4 separate regions of the Mus musculus genome follow, and all the other regions are linked to region 1. The links are chromatin contacts, called in public Hi-C maps. All regions are on one chromosome and are shown on one strand. Each heading gives the region's core, a stretch centred on a gene start, on an enhancer-like site or on the middle of the called end of the contact. The rest is flanking DNA. Distances are from core to core; before and after follow the strand shown.

Evidence for each region. A called contact is a pair of places that touch in the nucleus more often than the background predicts.
Region 2: a contact with region 1 is called in a Hi-C map of uterus, with 6 times the contacts expected there. The contact joins two enhancer-like sites. A contact is called at or near these places in 21 of 484 Hi-C or Micro-C datasets (adipose-derived mesenchymal stem cells, cerebellar granule neurons, cerebellum and 11 more), 3 of 115 datasets of contacts at active chromatin or transcription factors (astrocytes, extraembryonic endoderm stem cells and trophoblast stem cells) and 1 of 9 other capture datasets (embryonic stem cells).
Region 3: a contact with region 1 is called in a Hi-C map of uterus, with 8 times the contacts expected there. The contact joins two enhancer-like sites. A contact is called at or near these places in 3 of 484 Hi-C or Micro-C datasets (all in uterus) and 2 of 115 datasets of contacts at active chromatin or transcription factors (bone marrow-derived dendritic cells and heart atrium).
Region 4: a Hi-C map of uterus shows a contact between it and region 1, with 2.5 times the contacts expected there. The contact joins two enhancer-like sites. A contact is called at or near these places in 10 of 484 Hi-C or Micro-C datasets (adipose-derived mesenchymal stem cells, cerebellar granule neurons, cerebellum and 6 more).

The regions. Positions count from the first base shown.
Region 1 is chr6:140,921,990-140,927,157 of GRCm38.p6, reverse strand. No RefSeq gene overlaps it. Among named protein-coding and RNA genes, the nearest start is that of Gm30524, 31 kb to the left of the region's middle. Within about 2 kb of position 2,342, at least 4 of the 459 cell types and tissues checked have an H3K27ac peak or open chromatin away from gene starts, as enhancers often do. A contact at or near this core is called in uterus, where this site is marked.
Region 2 is chr6:140,761,266-140,766,376 of GRCm38.p6, reverse strand. The region is part of intron 4 of Gm30215 (a long non-coding RNA gene); the gene reads right to left. Among named protein-coding and RNA genes, the nearest start is that of Gm30215, 84 kb to the right of the region's middle. Within about 2 kb of position 1,281, at least 9 of the 459 cell types and tissues checked have an H3K27ac peak or open chromatin away from gene starts, as enhancers often do. A contact at or near this core is called in uterus, where this site is marked.
Region 3 is chr6:141,089,838-141,094,924 of GRCm38.p6, reverse strand. No RefSeq gene overlaps it. Among named protein-coding and RNA genes, the nearest start is that of Gm30524, 140 kb to the right of the region's middle. Within about 2 kb of position 2,949, at least 9 of the 459 cell types and tissues checked have an H3K27ac peak or open chromatin away from gene starts, as enhancers often do. A contact at or near this core is called in uterus, where this site is marked.
Region 4 is chr6:141,155,937-141,161,620 of GRCm38.p6, reverse strand. No RefSeq gene overlaps it. Among named protein-coding and RNA genes, the nearest start is that of Pde3a, 90 kb to the left of the region's middle. Within about 2 kb of position 2,025, at least 10 of the 459 cell types and tissues checked have an H3K27ac peak or open chromatin away from gene starts, as enhancers often do. A contact at or near this core is called in uterus, where this site is marked.

The sequences.
Region 1 (5,168 bases), core at 1,093-3,592:
ATTTAATACCGAATCCAAAAACCCTTAAAGTTAAAGGCAGCTAGTTGAGTTTTTTATTATTTATTTTTATTAGCCCAGATTTTTTTTTTTTAATGAGGAGAGCAAGATGGCCAAAGTTACCCCATGGAACAGTTTGCCTGCTGCCCTGAATCATCATGGGTGACCCTTCAGCAAAGGGGAGTGTTCTAGTAAACACGTTCTAATGTACCATCCTAAAACACATGATCCATCACATAAGCCACAAAGCAGATTAAGATGCAGTGCAAAGACTGGGAGAGGGGCAAAGGCTGGAGCTGCTAATCCTTATGGACTGACCCATGTCCTTCAGAGCAGAACCAACCTGAGTACATACTGGGAGAGGTTACAGTGTCAGAGAAGCTGGACCCTGTGTGCTAGCAAGCACCCGAAGAGCCTGCCAAAGCTCAGTGGGTAGCATGCCTACTGCATAAACATGAGGACCTGAGCAGCTCGAACTCAGGGCGTGGCAGTCACACACCTGTCACACCACCACCTGGGTCAGGCAGACACCGGAGAATTTGCTGGTCAGCAAGGCTGGTCAAAGCATAAGTTCCAGTTTCAGGGAGGGACTTTGTCTCAAAATATAGACTAAAGATATGGCTCAGACAATAGGGATGCTGGCAACCAGGCCAACCTAAGTTTGATCTCTAAAAACAACATGGTAAATGGAGAGAACTGACTCCTGCAAGATGTAGATGTTCTCTACCTCTGTGGGTACAAGATGAGAGAGAAAGAGAGAGAGAGAGAGAGAGAGAGAGAGAGAGAGAGAGAGAGAGAGAGAGAGAGACCAATAAGCACAAATGATACCTGTATGTATGCATGTGGAGACTCCCAGTGTCGACCTCTGACCTCCACATACATGCACATGGATACCCGCATGAGCACACACATACACGTATCATAACATGTGTCTGGGTCAGAGGGGAAAAAGATTATGGGAGAGAGTTTAAATAGCTGTTCCCTTTTAGTGGAAGCACCCTATCCTAGAGGGAGCTGGGAGGGAAAGCTAAGGAAACATACAAGGCTCTGAAAAGTTCAGAAAATTACAGGATTCACAGGCCACTTTTCAAGGTTATAAAAGCAGTTAAGGGTTATAAAAGTGTTACACTGGTGGCAAGAAGAGACCCTCAAGTGGAACTGCCTGCACGATGGGTGGGGAGCAGCGGGGATGCACCTCTATACTAGTTGTCTCCCCTCCAGGGGTGGGCTTTTCAAGGCTGTGGCAGTCTTTGTGTCCCCTTTTCTCCTTGCCCTGACTATCCTGAGCAAACCCAGTACACTCGTCAGTTCGGTAGCTGGCCTCCGAGTCCTTTCTTTGTGCCCTATTTGGGGTGAACTGATGTGTGTTCATGTCTCCTCAGGAAAAGCCATGCATCATGAATATTCTAAAATTTTGAGTGATGACATGCAAGATTTAAAAAACAAAACAGATGCGGGGAAAAAAATGTTAAAGGCATTTGAGGACTGGGAGAGTATGGGGTCTGTCATCAGACACTAAATCTAATTCTTACAGAGCTAAATCGCATCCATATGTAAATAAGCTATAGAATGAAGCCATAATGGAGAAGACAGTTGGAGCGCAGGCTGCAGGCTCCAGGGTGACTTCTAATACACACTGACAACAGGACCGCAGGCCCTGAGGTTGGCAAGGCTCAGCTCCCAGCTCAGGACATCTGACAATGAGTATCCCTCCCAGGCACCTGTCATGGAAGGCCCTCCAGACTTCTCATTGCTGGGGCTTAAGCAATCCAAGTGTTCCTCTAGACATCAGCACTAAGACCCCTGTTAATCTCACCCATCTTCCAAAATAAACTGGACCTGAAGAAAGAAAGTCAAGAGGCTGTAGAAGAGCGTGCACTTGGCTGGGGAGGGGGAAATAATGAGTGTGGGAAGATCTGGAGCCCAAAGAGCTCACCCGGGTGTTGTGTGCGCGGTAGAGAACCAGCCACGGGTACGCCAGGGAGCCTGCTGTCTGTGCACTTAGACATACGACAGATGCCGGATCCCTAGCTAGAAAATGAGGGGATTCAATCAAGAGAAGCGATGCCCAACTTCCTCCCAGCTGTAAGGCTTTCAAAGCTAGATACCATGAGTATAAAAACTAAATGGAATATGTTGAAATAAGGTGAAGGATTCGATGTTTCGTAATTAAATCAGCAACAGACACTGATCCCATGCCTTCATAAACGTGTAGGTATTTCCTCCACGGAAGCCAAACTTAGTCGTGGGAGGCGGGGGATGGAGGGAACAGGACAGAGGTTGGGTGGTGGTGGTAGTGGTGGACAGGACAGGATACCATAATTTAACAGTCTGAAAGAGGCAGCAAAGACAACAAGAGACCTTGGGCCCTTGTTTTTGTTAATGAAGTGCTGCCCCCTGCAGTTAGGGAACGACATAGCATTTCAGTTTGAACTTCCTTAATGGCAAAACCTACATTGAATTATTTTTTAAAATATCATTACTTCTTGCATTTGTGGGTGGTGTATGCGTGTTTGATTAGGATTGATATAAAAAAGAGACAGGATGAAAATTTTTAAGCAGGTAATCACAGGGAAGAAAACCACTTCCCCCTTGTGCAAGTCAGTGTGAGGGGGAATCAGCTGGCGTTTTGCCTGCCCTGTAGAGCCTGGCTTTCCTTTCTTTGTTGGATTTGCAGCTGAAGGGGAACAATACCCCTCTTTCTGTATTAGTCAGCCTTGACGGGTTGGTAAGAAGACAGTGACATCGAATGTGGCGGAAGTTGAGAAAGCATAATAGCGCAAAAACGTACAGGTATGTGCTAGCCTAAATATGTCTAGGGTGATTGATTATTATTGCTACAGTTCAGTAAGTTTCTGTCTTTGATGTGGGAGTTTCAGTGAGGAAGTGTATAGTGAATTAAAATGTATAGACTCTGGGCTCAGGGGTTACCTGGGTTTTAAAAAGCAGCTCTGGTTTCCAATAGCTACAGTAACTTACGTTGCGACATCTGTTTAGTGCCTCACTTCCATCAGCTATGAAATAAAGATAAATAAATAAATCAGAGAGGGAGATGGGTGTGATCCAGCCCCCACTGCTCCACATGTCTACCCTTTCATCTCTGTCATCCATGTTTCTTCTCATCCAGAGCACCGGATCCCTGCCCGTCTCTCCTCTTGTCACGTGTCCTCCTTCCTCTCCCAACGCCCCTCTCTCCTTTCCATGTTCCCTCTCTTACACTCAAATGTATCTCAGTCTATGTGGCTGCAGACTATTACCTTGCTCAGCTGTGCTCTTAAGGACCTTTCTAATTTGGTTGCTCTAATTCCCTTCGTTCGACAAAAATAGCATGTATTTCCCCAATGTAGGGCAACATAAGAGTTGTGTGCTTGTTAAGTGGCTGGTGAACTTGTATACATGGAAAAAGGAAAACAAATTTTTAATTGCTCATGATTTTTCTTTTACGGGATAACTTATCAGGAATGTGATAATGAATGAGCCAGGCATGGTGGGGTATACCTATAATTCCAGAACTTAGGATGTGGAGAAAGTAGAATTAGAAGTTCAAAGAGCCCAAAGACAGCCTGGATTACATGAGCCTGTGTGTGTGTGTGTGTGTGTGTGTGTGTGTGTGTGTGTGTGTGTGTGTGTGTTTGAGAGTGTTTATGGATGGATGGATAGATAGATAGATAGATAGATAGATAGATAGATAGATAGATAGATAGATAGATAGATAGATAATGTGTAGATAAATACCTGTGTGTATGGTGTGTGTGTGTGTGTGTGCAACTGGTTTTAAAGTTTAGTGCCCATAGTCCCACATGTACAAGACCACATCCCATGAACTAAGAGATCAGGTCCTGTCAAGTCCCTTGAATCTTTCCGTTCCTGGGTTGTGTTTTATCAACCATCTATCCCCCAGATGCTTGGCCATGAAGGTACATTTACATTGAACAATTTGAATACACTGTCAGTTACTGGGTAACTTTCTTTGTACTGAATTTAGTAGTACATTAGACAATACAAAAAGGCACACCACTGAGGACTACAATTTAGTAAGAAAAACACAGAAATAAATATACAAATAATTTAGTTCATTAAGCATTAAAATTGAGTACCTCTTCTGTCCCCGCTGACCTTGTCCAAGAAGTGAATGTACAACAGAAGACGTAAAATCCCAACCTGGCTGGGAGACATAAACAATTAACACTCAAAACCATACATAGTTACAACAGAGAGTTACAGCCGCTGGAGGAAAACACATAGTTACAACAGAGAGTTACAACTGCTGGAGGTAATGGGCAGGCTGTCATCCCACAGATAAGAACTCGTTATTCATTATTCTGGGTACCTTGGAAGTTTTCACCATCACAACCTGAGCAGTGATTGGACCCTAAAAGGCTCCGGGTGAAGCTGTTTATGGAAATGCTAATTCACTGCCAAGCTCAGTGCTAACTCGAGCTTTGTTCTCAACACAGGCCAGGTTGGCCAGCAGAGTGAAAGGAAGAAATGGGACAAGATTAAACAGGAAAACAGGAAGAATGTCTGCGAAAGAGAACGATGTTTCAGTTAGTCCAAAAGACCTACTCTGCAGCTCCAAGATTCACCTGCTCTGATCTTGCAAAGGGCCTGTGTTCAAATCCTAGCCCCCACATGGACATTCACACCATTGGCAACTCCAGCTCCAGGGGATCTGATGTCTTCTTCTGGCCTCCAGTAGTATGCATGTGAGCAAACACACACACACACACACACACACACACACACCTGGCTTGCTCACGGATTTGACTATCCCAGATCTGTCCCCTAGTTTCAATCAGATAAACAACTCTTGACTTAGTGAAAATGATGCTGTCCCATGTGGGCCCATTGTCATCTGTTCCATTTTGACAGGGGCAGCTCAGCTCGAACCAACGGCGTGACACAGATTTCACTTAACAAGTAAAATAGGTCATTCACTGGAAGACAAATGCCACGTGGTCTCACATATATATGTGTGTGTATTTTTAAAAACAGTTAAATTCATTTCATGTGGTGTTCGGGAGGGGTAGGGCTAGGGAGGTGTGGTAGGAACTGGGCAGATGCTAGCCAAGGTTGTCACATTTCAGCTAGGAAACATCAAAGAGATCAAATGCCCAGCTTGCTAACTATAGTTAGTAACAGTGTATGTTCTTGAGGATTCCTGGAAGATT
Region 2 (5,111 bases), core at 32-2,531, 160 kb after region 1:
ATGCTAAAAACACACAAAACATTACTCTAAAGATGTATTTGTTCTTCACACTACTGTTGCAGGAAATATTTTAAAATGCACCATCCCACACTATACCCAGCTACTCTGCCCATGTCTCTCCACCTCTAGCCTAGCCATGATGCAGTCTTCCCAGCTCTGGTTTATCTGCCTCAGAGCTGCCTGTACCTTCTCAGCCATCCACCCCCTGCGGCTAGTTGTCACAAATCCCCTTAGCCCAGTAAATCAAAACTCTAGAAGCTTAGAATTAGTCAGTCAGATTTATATATCAGTAAATTCTCAATTCACAAGATGCCCACACAGCAATTTCAGAGCCAACTGATAATGATACAAGCTGCCCACCTAGATTAGACAAGTTATCCCAATTATTCTATCCTTTTATGATATATTCATGGCTACCTGTGGCTATTTAACGCCACACTGAATCTAGAGCATCTTCCTCTTCCTCCGTTTTCCTTCCTTCTCTCTCCTCCTTGTCCTCTCTCTCTCTCCTCTCCTCCTTCTCCACCAAACTTTTCAGCTCCACCTTCCCTTCCACTGCCCAGTCACCGGCCCTAGCCTTTATTTTACCAGGTGGGGAGCAGGTTTACAAGAAGTCACTGGTGATACAACCATCATCCGCAGCCCCTCCTGGGGAAGCAGAATTAGCATCAAAATACAAACAGCACCAGGACTATCCACAACACACCACAACAGTGAAGGTGTCAAAAGCCAAAGGTATTTTCTCTAAGTGTTCCTTAAGAAGCTAAGGACAATGGAGATGATTCACTGTGTAAAATACTTGTTGGGCCAACATGATGGCCTGAGCTTGGGTCTCCAGCACCTACAAAAGTCTTGGTATGGCAGAGTAGACATGTAATTCAAGCAGTGGGGAGGCAGAGACAGGCAAATGCATGGAGCTCATTGGCCAAACAGCCTAGTTAAAGAGAGCTCTAGTTTTGGAAGAAACCCTGCCTCTGATAATAAAGTAGACAGCAACTGAGAAAGACACTCCACTGACATCACTGACCCAGTCTTCGTCTGCGCATACACACAGGCAGATGCTGGCAGATGTGGGGCGTTTGTATTCTAAACATAGTGTCAATTATCAAATTTCCTTAGTTTAACAGTTGCAACCTGAGCGGCAACTCCACCAACAGGGATCAGTTGGTGAATTTAAAAACAAAGAAAAAGAAAGAACTTGGATGAAAAGTCCAACCCCAGATTCAAGCATAATTCTCCGCCCTAATCGGACTCCAACCAGCAGAGTTAAGTCCAGCCGAAACCATTTCCTGTGAGACTTCACAGGAGTCCTGTGACATCACCATTTCAGCCACCAGGAACACTTTGAGTTTCCTACTCCCCCGAAAAAACTCCTTCATACAAAACTCCCTTTTAAGGGCAATCTCCCTGTCTCTGGATTTGCCCAGAAAACGTATCACAAAAAAGCAGATTTTTTTTTTTAATTTACTTTCTTAGTCAATTAAATCTGAGGCAATTCCAGGACAACTCACTCCACTGGCAGAATGTTGCTCAGCATGATCCTACGGAGGTGTGGGAGACAAGTGGAATAATCTTATACAATCTTGTTTCTTTTTCCTATACTTTATTTATTAGCAGTTTACGTTTGCATGTGTAAAGGTGTCTATATCCCACACTCCACATCTGGAGGTCAGAGGACAGACTTACAGAGCCGGTCTGTCCTTCCTTCCACCTTGGGTTCTGGGGATGAACTCGGGTTGTTAGACCTATGCAGCTTGTGTTGTGACCACTGAGCAATCTCTTATGGTCCTCTGTTGTGGTTTCTTGGAAGGGGGTCTCACTCTACAGTCCTGGCTCACCAAGGACTCAGTCTGTAGCCCACAGTGTCTTTGAACTCACAGCCATCCTCCTGCCTCACACTCTCAAGTGCTGGGATTATAGATAGGCACATCACACCCAGATGTAATATCACTGCTATTTATGCAAAAGGTCACATAAAGTCCAGTTTGTAGAGAGTGTGTACCTAGAGAAACATAACTGCTCCAGAGAGATGAGTTTCAGTATTGCCAAGAAGCCAGGAAACAGCAGCACCATCCTTGGAGAGCTTGCTGACTCTTTGCCTAGTAAGACAATGAAAATATTATGACAGCTTGCTGAGTCTTGGCCTCAAAGGTATTATTTTCTCAGGAGATAATTCTGCAGAATTATATGGAAAAGTCAACCATTGAAATCGTAAGTCAGATAGCTGATGTGTTCTAAGTGAGCTCAGACATCAGCAGAGGCAAAGAATGTGTAGAAGAAAGCAGAGCTCTCCCCGGTCTTCTGCTCAAAGATGACATTGACCGTTGTTGCTTATGTGCGAATGTGAATACAAACAAGTAAGTTATACAGTAGGTTAGCCACTTTGTGTGCCAAAATACTAACAGCAAGGCTGTGACGCTGTCCCACAGCCACCAGAGTGCAGAGAACCACCAATCACGAGTTTCCACCAAGTTACTCACAACAATCAATGTGGAGGGCAAGAGGCCCTGTAAGCAAGCCACTCTGTCCTGGAGACACCACAAGTCATCTATGGTAAAAGGCACTCAGACCTAGGGCTAGTTCAGATTTGTGTTGTATCTCAGGTTAAAATACTGCCCACATATATCACTTCCTATTTTTTCAGGGCACTCTGGGCACACAGGCAGTTCTAAACTTGAGGTCATTCACTTGTTGTTCTACAGATAGGAAATAGCTCCTAGGTTCTCCATTAAAAAACTTTTTATACTGAGTCTAAAAACCCACAATACCCTCTTGAACAGATATTAGCAAATGTGGTGCTATGAACAATGGGGACCAAGATGCTGAGGTCTGCTAGAAGTACCACATAGCTCACACGGCTGGCATGGCCTGCCAGAGCAAGTGACAATACACAGGTGCTATTACAGGCTTTTCTCCAAACACTGAGGGGTACCAGCAGGAGATAAAGAATAGTGTGACATAATCAAACTTGCTTTTTTGGTTTTTTGTTTGTTTGATTTTTTTCCTCTGTATGTACACAAGTCCATGTGTGTACATTTACATGTGCATATATATATTGGGATATACATATATACATACATATGCATATACATATATGTATGAGAATTTATTAAAATGGTATACAGGCTGTGGTCCAGTTAATCCAACAATGGCTGGATATGAACAGAAGGTCCAGTAGTTGCTCATTCCCCAAGGCTGGATGTCTTAGCTGGCTTTCAGTAGATGCTGGAATCCCATCCCAAAGGAGTAGGCTCTAATGCCAGTGAAGGAATGGACTTGATAGCAAGGCAGAGCAAGCAGGCAGAAAGCAAAAAGTTCCCTTCTTCCATGTCCTTACATAGGCTTCCAGCAGAAGGTGTGGCCCAAATTAAAAGTTTGTCTTCCTGCCTCAAGATCCAGATGAAAGGGGTGACCTTTAACAGCTCGGATGATCTGCACTAAAGGTCTATTTTCCTACCTCAAAGATCCAGATTAGAAGTGGATCAAATTAGGAGAAAATCCTTCACAGGCTGCCCTCCATGTTTTAGGTTTTAGGTCTAGATGTAGTCAAGTTGACAACCAAGAATAGTCACCAGAGTGTGTATGCATGTGGAGCCACCACAGTTTGTATGCATGTACAGGTCAGAAAGCAACCTCCGATGTAGTCCCTTGGGCAGTATCCACTGTTTTAAATATACAGAGTCTCTCAGCAGCCTGACAATCACCAAGTAAACTCAACTGGCCAGCAAGCCCCACTGATCAGCTGTTTCTACCTCCTTGGTGCTGGGGATGACAAGCTTGTGTCACCACATCTGGGGATCTTATTTTTTACCATGGCTTCCAGTATCAACATGGCAAGAGCTTAATGAACTCCGGCCTCAGAGTTGCCTTTTTAGTATAACAAACTGAAGTCAATAACAATATATGTGAGACGATCTGGATGAAAAGTTCAGGACCTTAAATTGCCTTTTATCAAGATCTGATAGTAGCACCATCAGAACCAGAACCTGAGGCTGGGGTGCAGCTCAATTGATAGAGTGCCTGCCTTGTGTGAACAAAGCCTTGGGTTCGAGTCCCTACACAACACAAATCAAGTTAGTGTGTATACCTGTGATCCCAGTACTTAGGGGGCAGAGGCAGGAAGGCCAGACCAGAAGTTCAATTCATTCTCAGATACAAAGAAAGATCAAGGCCAACGTGGGATGCATGAGACCCTGAGTAGTGGTTTGATGAAAATGACCCCCATAGGCTCGTATGTTTGAAACTTGGTCTCAAGTTGATGGAACTGTTTGAGAAGTGGCCTTGTTGGAAGTATCAAAAGACTCTTGCTATTTCTAGTTTGCTAGCTCGCTCTCTCTCTCTCTCTCTCTCTCTCTCTACCTCATGGTTGTGTCTCAAGATGTGAGCTCTCAGGTAGTGCTCTACAGCCATGCCTGCCTGCATGAATTCTCCCTCTCTGAAACCATAAGCTGCAAATACAATGCTTCTTTCATAAGCTGCCGATTATGGTGTTTAAACACAATAATAGAAAAGTAGTTAAGACACCCTATCTTCAAAAACTAGTTATTCTAACATGAAGTCCAGAACTTATTGTTGCAGTGTGACATAATCACATTGGGTAATTGAATAAAATACTAAAACAAACGTGTGTGTGTGACTAATAAAATAATAGTCAAAATTAATCTATTTCATTAGGAGACAAATCCCCAAGAGGAAATCATACTTATTTTTCCCTGCAGTTCTCCGTGTTTCCCAGGGAGACTACCCACTGCCACAGACTGCCCACTGCCACAGACTCTATCCACTGTCACAGAGTACCCACTGCCACAGAATCTATCTACTGTCACAGACTACCCACTGTCATAGACTCTACCCACTGTCACAGACTCTACCCACTGTCACAGACTGCCCACTGTCACAGACTACCCACTGTCAGTCATAGACAACCCACTGTCAGTCATAGACTACCCACTGTCACAGACTCTACCCATTGTCACAGACTCTACCAATTGTCTGACCTCCAACTACAAGACTAACTTGAATGGCTTGTATTTATGCTGTAGATTCTAAAATATCATTTTTACCTGTTGGCAGATAAGTCACTGCGGGCTGTCAGCTGTAATGAAAATGGC
Region 3 (5,087 bases), core at 1,700-4,199, 170 kb before region 1:
GATCTGAAAATATGATTTATGTGGACGTGTAAGGAAGTATGAGGAAAAACACGAAACTAAACACAGGCCAAGGATATTAGATGTAAGTAGATGTTAAAACTCACCCTGAATGCCCCTTGCGGGCTATCAGAGGGTAATCATGATGGTTTGATTGGTCGCTTAGGAGACACATTTTTGTGTATGTGTGGCGTGGGAAGATCTACACTGAATGTGGGCAGTGCCAGCCTGTGGGCTGTGGTTCCAGACTCGCTACAAGGGAGCCAGTGAGGGCCGTGTCAGGACCCTATGTCTGCAGTGTAGGTTGAATGCAACCAGCTGCATCCCACTCCTCTTACCAAGCAAGCGTTCCCTGCCATGATGGGATGTATCCCCAAATTTGTAACCCAAAATAAACATTTTAAATTCCTTCTATGGCCCATGTTTGGCTCAATTAATGCAAAAAGAAAATAGTAAAGAAAGTGGAGAGATGGGATGGAGAGATACAGCGTAGAGATAAATGATAAAAAACGGAATGCTGGCTGTTCCTGAAGCTCACGTCTTGGAAAATGGCAAGAAGCCTATGTGGAAGCGCCATTGACTCTAATGATTCTGTGGAGAAGAAACTCACAGGGAGGGCCAGGCTTTCCAGAGAGGCTTCGTCAAGCAACTGGTGAGGCACTGATATTTGGTTGGGTTCCAGGGATGGGGGAACTGAAATAGTCTTCTACTCAAGAAGTCAGGTAAGGACTCTGAGAGGGTTACACCCTCCATGGTGAGAACAGAAGAGGGCTCTTACTAAGGGATGGACATATGGAGCTTTCCAGAAAGAGCAGATGCTGTGTCTCAGAGGAGTTCCCCGAGGTGAGACTCACAGGACTGAAGGACTCAACCAGACACAGGATGAAGTCACTTGAAAGGAAATGGTTTAGGTAGATTGAGTGTGTGTGTGTGTGTGTGTGTGTGTGTGTGTGTGTGTGAGAGAGAGAGAGAGAGAGAGAGAGAGAGAGAGAGAGAGAGAGAGAGAGAGAGAAGGAAATATGAGCTCACCTTGGCTGTGAAGAGTGTCCAGGGGAGAGATAAAAAGAGAATAAGCCAGTACCGAGCCTGTGGAGATGGTAAATTACAAGGACACTTTCCATTGCCAGGAAGTACTGCAGGGCTCATGTCTCACTGGAGCGAGCAACGCAGGTTGGGGAAAAGGACGTGTCTTCTCACCTTGCCCCTTTCAACTCTTCCCTGCCAATGTCTACAAAAGGTTCAGATTATTAAATTTAGCTAATCCGTTATTGTTATACCTTAAGACAGCAATCAATGGTTTAAATCTCAAGTGACCACAAGCCTGTCCATTCACACCATCATCCTCTGAGCCTGGCAGAAACCTTGGTTGTTCAACTGTAGTTCCAGATACACTGTTGGGCATTCACGTGTCCCTGTCAGACAAACAATTACCTAAGTGTTTCTTATACAAGGCAGCAATATTTCTCTTTTCTCTGCTCAAAATCAAGGTGTTCCACTATCGAAATCAAAAGCTCTCATTTGGAAAACATCTTAATCCTTACACACCCCAAATATCTACAAAGCTGTCTGCATTTTAACCTGTTTCCAAGGTTTAGAATACAGCTCTGTGACAAAATGCTTGCCTCACATGTATATCAAAACCTAAGTTCTGCCTCTGACTTTGCAAAATATTTCATATATGTAAATTGTTTAACATAATGAACAGTTTCGGGAGCAAGGCAACTTACCACTAGCCTTCATAAGTTCCCTTCCAGGAAATAAGATTTTGAGAATCTGTGTCCAGAGATACACGACTATTTCACGGCCCCAGATACTACCAAACTCATTTTCTTATTTGTTAAACTGTAAAGTCAAGGTTAACATATTTCTTCGCCATTGAAATGTCTCTTGCATTTTTTTATATATGCATGATACTCTAACGATACCAGTTATTGGTTATTTGTATTTTGGCTGGATTCTTGGTTGGGAATGAAGAACACAGCCTACAAGGGGTCTCAGCTAGAATGTGTGTTCAAAAGGATGCTTAGGCGTGGGGAGTGAAGCCACTTAACTTCCAAATGAGAAACTGACACATCTCAGATCTTATTTTGAATAATGTATTATGAGATACTATTTAAGAACCTAACTCCACAAGCAGAGCCACCTGGTTTAAAGAAATCAACTAGCAGCTGGAGAGATGTATCAGGCATATAAGAGCAGTTGTTGCTCTTGCAGATCAGCCTGGCTCTATCCCAGCACCCACATAGAGGCTCACAACCACCTATAACTCCCGTGTCAGGATCTGATCAGGACAGGTGCCAGCACTCACCCTGTGGACACACATGCAGAGAAGCAGAACACATAAAATAAAATAATTCTAATCTTTAATATCGACTAGTAGAAAAGCATAATTTTGCAGCGATGGGTGGCAGATTATTGACTTTTAATAACAAATGAAGATTTGCAGTCTCCTTTTTAAGATAGCTCAAAAATATATAAATATAGAGTATTATATGATCTAATTCAACCTAAAGACATGAGCATATAACCCATCCATTCTTACACGTTTTGTGACAGAGTCACAGCTTTTATCATGTAGATCAAGGAGAGGAGGAAACCTTGGCAGAGTGAAACAAAGGGAAATGATAATTTATTTTTTTACTTTTAAATTTTAGCATTATTATATATGTGCATGATATGGGGAGGGGGTTTCAAGTAAACATGTGGCACAATGTGTGTGGAGGTCAGAGGACAACTCTGGAAACTCAGTTCCACTGAGGGACCAGGGATCAAACTCGGGTGGGCAAGCTTACACAGTGCCTTTGCCTGCTGAGACATCTCTTTGGCCCCACCTTTGCCTCTGAAACAGCTCATTGGCCCCACCTTTGCCTGCTGAGACATCTCATTGGCCCTGCCTTTGTCTGCTGAGACATCTCATTGGCCACTCCTTTGCCGCTGAAACAGCTCATTGGCCCTGCCTTTGCCTGCTAAGACATCTCATTGGCCACTCCTTTGCCCACTGAGCCATCTCATTGGCCCCCACTTTCATTCCTTGATAATTCATGGATTTCTGACGTGAGTGCATGAACATAACTTCAAAGTGTCTGATGCTTCGTATCAGAAATGGGCCGTGCTTTCTGAAACACGAGATTAAGCGATGATGGATGATGTTGTGCCTGACTACGTGGGATGACAGCCAAGGACCAGATGCTGTGGATAAATAACAGCTAAAAAGGCACCACACATACAGCCCAATTAACAGCATGCTTTACTCGTGTTTCAAAACTTTGCAGTCATTCAACAGATATGAAAAGATCCACATGATCCTGGGCTTTCTGCTCTGCTCACAGCAAGTGAGTGATGATCGCGGCAGCTGATATTAGATCTCTTCCCTGGGAAACCTTTCCTTCAAGCACAGCGGACCTTGGGCTCCTTCCCTGTGGCTGCAGAGATTGATAAACGCCTACCCAACTCAGTAACATTTTCCAGACGTCCAGACAATGAATTCATAACATACACATCCACTTCCCTTGAAAGCACAGGGGCTGAGATTCTTGTTTCCAGAGAATACAGGGTAAGTTTATTTTTAAGGAGAATTAATGAAATAGGAATGGGATTACTACACGATTCTCCAGCCACTGTTTATCCAGAGAGCTGCTTGCTGACGTCTGTCTTTTTCCTCAGGGGCCTGCTCCAATTAAAATGGGTCTATCTCCAATCAGGTTTTATCTGGCCACTGCATACTTGATAAGGAACCCACCACCTGGTTTCTCCTGACTCACACTTTGAGAACAAATTCCTACATTTTGGCTTATGTTAAATGTTGGCTTTGTCAGGTAGAGATGGGTAAAACAGAGCCTTGTTTTGCTTTGGGCCTTTTTTTTTTTTCCTTCCTTGTCTGTTATGGTTCCACAGTAAAAGGGCAACAAAATATTTAAGAATGAGATTTTTCCAATTTCTTGTTGTTCTTGGCAAATCTCTGTGTTTTCTCCATCAGCATGTCTTCATCTAAGGACATGTGTCATATTTATAGTTTCAGGCTGTACAACAAGTTAAAAATATTTTTAAACCATAGATCAAGACTGTGGGGATAGCACAGTTTTTAAAGTACTTGCCTTGCAAGCACGAGGACTTCAGTACTAACCACAGAACCCAGGTATTTAAAAAAGAAAACCCAGATGTGGTGACTCACACTTGTCACCCAGCACTGGGGGGGATGGAGACAGGTGCATCCCTGAAGTCCAAGCTAGTGAGCCTAGTCTACTTGGTGAATCCTGGATCAGTGTGAGAGAGAGGCCCTTGCTCAGAAATAAAAAAGGTGGACAACTCAGAGATGCCCTGATCCCCACATGCACCTTCATATGCAGACATATTAACATGTACATGGGCATGAGTATGTTCTCACACACATGCACACACACACACACATACATACATATATATATATACACACAAAGCACACACATGCACATAGAGGCCACACACACATATGCACACATACACAGACATGTATATACACATGCACACATGCACATATATACAAACACATATGCATACACATGTATACACACATGCACACACGCACACACACACGTACCACAGTTGCCGTACTTGCCATTTTCCTGAAGATGATCTTGATTTATTTAGACATATTTATGTTGGGACAATCTACTAATATTAATAGAGATAGTGAACTTATAGTGTGACAAATAGCTAATTAATAAGGGTTTCTGAGAGTGACACTCTGTATTGGATTTCTCTAAATATTCATCTACTGCGCTAGTTCAGGAAATTAGTCTGTGGACACGCACTGACTAGTGTTAGAGTCTAATAAACGAGCAGAATTAACCTGAATTCTTCCTCGGTTGTTCAACATTTCATTAGGTAACTTGATTACTGTATCTAGTCCTGCAAGCTCAACTGGAACCTCCCAGTTAGACTTGAGTTGTTTAACAATGTTCCCAATGCCATGAAGCCAACAACAACCCAGAAATGACTGCAGATCAGCATGGTCTAAAAACCTTGTGTTTCACAACAGGAAGAATACCATCCATGAACGCATGGTCTTCCACATACACCCGTGACCTGCTGCTTTTCCTAAGTCTATACAA
Region 4 (5,684 bases), core at 776-3,275, 230 kb before region 1:
AAGTTCAAATTTAGCATAGGATGACATGTTTTATATTTGTTGTTGTTCTTGCTGCTGCTGCTACTGCTGCTCAATGCCTTCTGCCAGTAGGATGGCTCAGTGGGTAACTGCACTTGCGGCCAAGCCTGATGACCCGAGCATCTGAATTCTATCCCTGGGAACCACATGATGGAAGGAGAGAACCAAAGCCCATAAGTTATCCTCTGACCTCCATACATCTAACATAGGACTCAGGCACACATGTGCTTGCACATGCACACACACACAAAACACAAAATTTAAGTTTTTAAAATTTCTCATCAAAAACTTGTGATTAAAGATAGTAAATATTTTATTTATTATAAATAAATATATGAAAACAAATATATTTTGTATGTATCCATAGGTCATACATGTGTTAGTTGGATAGGTGTTCTGCTTACATATATTTCCATGTGCCACTTGCATGCCTGGTGCCCATGAAGGACAGAAGAGGGCATTGGATTCCCTGGAAAAGTTATGGAATGAGGGTGCCATGAGGGTGCTAGGAATCAAATCTCAGTCTTCTGGGAAAGTTGCAAGCACTCTTAACAGCTGATCTATCACTCTAGCCCTAATATTTATTATCTTTATATTATGCATCATTAACAATAATTACTGATAGCTGACCTGTTTTATATATTCAATTAATGAATATGTATTGTTCATATGTAAATCTATCAACATAAGCGATTAATGTAATTGTTATATGCTTAGTGGCGGACAGGATAAATTGTTTTTAGAAATGTCTGTCTTTTAAAATCTTGTTCCTATTACTTTTTCTGCCCCAGGTATCAAGAGTCACTTTGTCACTTGAGCACAGTTAGCATGCGTTTTCAGGCAGCAGATGCCTGGTCTTACAACATTCTCTCTCCTCCCTGCTTTCTCCAGAATCATCAAGGAATGTTTTTAAATTCCAGAACTATTTCTCTCACCCATCCCACCCAGTTCCTTGGTCCTTGGGAGAGATGATGTCGTCTTCTATCATTTGCTGCTTCCTTGACTCTTTGTCCCCTGGGCACGTGCTGCTGTCTGCAGTGACGCATCACTTCCAAGAAGGGCCCTGAGTGCCATCTGGCTCCCACGGTGTAGCTAAAACCAGTGGGTATCAGTTCACAAGAAGTTCTTAAGAACTATGGGAGAAAACATCAGAATGTTTACACTCTGGGAACCATCCACATATCAGCACACACACAAATCATTGAAACCAGACTGAACAGGGTTGCTGTCTGTATTGTTACACCAAGTATCATACACTGATGATTCTACCATCCCTCCCTTCCTCTTCCCCTCCTTCCCTCCCTCTGTGTTCCTACCAAAAAAGAAAAAACAAACAAACAAACAAGACAATTATTTTAAGTTGCACCACAAAAGTAGGCTATCAACCCTTCCCAAAATAGGATAAAAATAGCTCTTTACATTTATTTATTCATATCTCTCTCTGTCTCTCTCCCCCCTCCTCTCCCTCCTTTTCCATTCCCCTCCCTCCCCTCCCTCCACTCTGCTCTCTCTTTCTTTCTTCTCTCTTCTCTCTTCTCTTCTCTTCTCCTCTCTTCTCTTCTCTTCTCTTCTCTTCTCTTCTCTTCTCTTCTCTTCTCTTCTCTTCTCTTCTCTTCTCTTCTCTTCTCTCCTCTCCTCTCCTCTCCTCTCCTCTCCTCTCCTCTCCTCTCCTCTCCTCTCCTCTCCTCTCCTCTCCCCTCCCCTCCCGCTCCCGCTCTTGCTCTGTCAGGGATGAACTCACTTCCTAGTCCTCATGAGGCAAATGCTCTACCACTGAGCCACATTCCCAACTACAGTGAACTCTAGTGTTTAAAGAGCCACATTTACTATCATCAGCATCTTTATTGCAGAAGGGGATACTGACCTCTCCATGAGTCTGCATCATCTCTACATCAGGAAAACAATGCTCAGCTTTGAAATAACATTGGCTCCCATCATGCTCCGTTCCACTCACACACCCACACATATTAAAGGCACTGCTGTTAAAAAATAGGGTCATGTGGCATACTGTTCAGCTAGACTAAGACTCCACTTCCTGATCGTGTGAGGCATGCCCTTGTCTTCCACCGAGGAATGTTTTGGCTCTAATTTCATTAATGCTACTAGGATTTGTCTGTTTCTAAGAAATATAAAACAAGAATCTTATGAATGCATTTCTGTGCCTCAGTTACAAAATGTCATCCTAACGATTTCATAAAGTGTTAGAAAATGTTGGGGGAAGCGTCAGGAGCAAACAAACTAATATCTAACAGCTGAAAAATCCTCTGTGTCTGCATTTCTGAATGTTTGACTCATGTGTGGAGGTTCTGGAAGATACTGATACTTGGAGACCATCTCTAACAGTTTTGCTTTCTGTGGTGAGGTGTGGTATGTCCCCAGCACCAGGGGTTCTGCACAAAGCTCCCTGGGCAATTCTATCTCAAGCTGAGACTGAGAAACCTCTGCAGGAGTGTGTGTGTGTGTGTGTGTGTGTGTGTGTGTGTGTGTGTGTGTGTGTGTGCTGGGTGCACATGGCTGTATGCATATGCATGCACTGCCTTTGTGTATTTGCATATGTATATATGTGCTTATGTGTGTATTTTTTTTTTCAGAATCTCATCAAAACTTACATTCCTTCCCTTGGAGTACTAAAAGACATTACCTCTTCGTGTGAGAAGAATATGCATTTGGTTGTAGATTTGAAAGTTCTATATATACCTGCTAGGAGTGTTTGGTTTATGCTACTGTTCAAGTCAGCTGTTTATGGGTTTCTTTCTTCTTGTCTTATTTATTTATTTTTAAAGATGTGTTTATGTATGTGAAAACTCTGTTTGCATATATGTCTATTTGCATATATGTCAGGCATATATTTGCCTGACAGAAGAGATCATCAGACAGAAGAGGGCATCATATCCCACTATAGATGGTTTTGAGCCACCATGTAGTTGCTGGGAATTGAACTCAGGACCTCTGAGGGAACAGCAACTGCTCTCAACTGCTAAGTCATCTCTCCAGTCTTTGTCTTATTATTGAAAGCATAGTTTTAAAGTCTCATACTTTATTACATTGACCTTAGTTTCTCTTTTTAGATACATCAATTATAACCTAGTCATATATATAATGTGTTTGCAGTTGAATGTGGAATATTTATATCATGCTAGGCATAATTATGACCTGGTTATTGTTGTTTCCGTAAATAAAGCATGACATAAGGAGATATAGTTTTATGTCAGCTTGACAAGGGACAGATTTGTAATGATGAATCTTCATTGTCAGTTTGACAACATCTGGATTAACTAAAAGCCCAAGTGGCTGGACACATCTGTGAAGGATTCTTCTTGATTGTATTATTTGAGATAGGCAAACCTACTCTAAATCTGGGCCACATCTTCTTATGGAATCCTATTTAAATAATGTGGAAGAAGAAAGCTTGTGCCCATTGCCCTCATTTAGTTGACAAATTCAAATATCATGTTGCTGAGGCATTCCTTCATGGGCATTAGATAGAGGCTACTTCATCAGTATCTGATGTACACTGAATACTACCTGAGACATTCAGCCTCATGGACTGGAAAACTACTGTATTGGGGCGTTCCATCAGGAGGGAGCCATCATTAGAATAATGGGACCAGAGCATTTAATTCACTTTAATAATAATTATATACTTCTGCATGGTCCTTGCTACTGGGCAGATCCCTAGTTGGTCTGCTCCCGTGAAGACTCCATATCACAATCCATCCTAGAGGACCCACTGCACTCAGAGCATTTGGTAAGAACCCACCCCCACCTCCAGTCGCAGAGGTACGGCTGGGAGCCTGGTGGACTCAGGACCCATCACCCACCAAAATCCCTGTCCTCCTGAATACCACTTCCCCTCCTTTCATCCCTTCTATCCCTTCTACCTGGTCCTTGCTGCTGGGGCAGATTCCTAGTTAGTCTGCTTCTGTGAAGACTCCATATCCTGATACACCCCAGAGGACACACTGCGCTCAGAGCAGTTGAGAAGTTGAAGACTCTGCACTCAGAGCAGTTGAGGATCTGCTGCACTCAGTGCAATTGGAAAACAGCTTGACTGCTCCAAGGAAGACCCAACAGTCTAAAGGTCTCCCAAGAGATCTACTGCAGCCAGGGCAACAGATCAGCAGCTTCCCTGCCACTGCAAAGAGCCCCCAGTTGAAAGGCCCCACAGGTGGTCTGATACAGTAAGGACCACATGCCTACCAGGAAACCTGAAGCAACCCAGGGACAAAAGAGGCAGATTCTATACAGTCACCCAGATCAACAAACATCAGGGATAACCAGATGGTGAAAGGCAAGTGCAAGACCGTAAGCAACAGAAGCCAAAATACATGGCCATCATCAGAACCCAGTTTTCCCACCACAGCAAGCCCTGAATACACCAACACACCAGAAAATCGGGAATCTGTACTAAAATCCTATCTCATGAAGATAATAGAGCCCTTTAAGGAGGCTATCAATAACTCATTGAAAGAAATAGAGGAAAACACAGGCAAACAGGTGAAGGAATTGAATAAAGCGATCCAAGACCTAAACATGGAAGTAGAAACAACAAAGAAAACACAAATGGAGGCAAACCTGGAAATGGAAAACCTAGGAAAGAGGTCAGGAATTACAAATGTAAGTATTACCAACAGAATACAAGAGATAGAAGAGGGAATCTAAGGTGTAGAAGATACAGTAGAAGAGATTGACACAACTGTCAAAGAAAATTCAAAACATAAAAAAAACTTCTAACCCAAAACATCCAGGAAATTCAGGATACAATGAAAAGACCAAATCTAAGGATAATCATAGTAGAGGAGAATGAAGATTCCCTGCTCAATGGACCTGAAAATGTCTTCAACAAAATGACAGAAGAAAACTTCCCCAACCTAAAGAAAATGATGGACATAAAGGTACAAGAAGCCGATAGAACACCAAATAAATGAGACCAGAAAAGAAAATCTTGTCACATAATTATCAAAACATTAAATGCATAGAGTAAAGAAAGAATATTAAAAGCTGCAAGGAAAAAAAGGCCAAGTAACATACAAAGGTAGACCTATCAGAATTACACCAGACTTCTCAACAGAGACTATGAAAGACAGAAGAGCCTGCTCAGAGGACATGCAGACTCTAAGAGAACACAAATGCCAGCCCAGGCTACTATACCCAGCAAAACTCTCAATCAACATAGATGGAGAAAACAAAATATTCCAATAAAAACCAAATTCATACAGTATCTATTTACCAAGCCAGCCCTACAGAGGATCCTGAAAGGAAAGCTTCAACACAAGGAAGATATCTGCACCAAAGAAAGGACAAGATATTAAGCATTTCACAACAAAGTCAAAAGTTGAGAGCCACAGCACATAAAACCACTTACAAAAACAAACAAGTCAGAAACCAACAGTCATATATGTTTAATGTCTCTCAATATTAATGGACTCAACTCACCTATAAAAAGACATAAGCTAACAGACTTGATATGCAAACAAAATCTAACATTTTGCTGCATACAAGAAACACACCTCAACAACAAAGACAGGCGCTATCTCAGAGTAAAATGATGGGAAAATGGCTTCAAAGCAAATGGTCCAAGGAAACAAGCAGGAGTTGCCATCCTTATTTCCAATAAAACAGACTTTCAACCAAAAGTTATCAAGCGTGATGAAGAAGGCCACTTC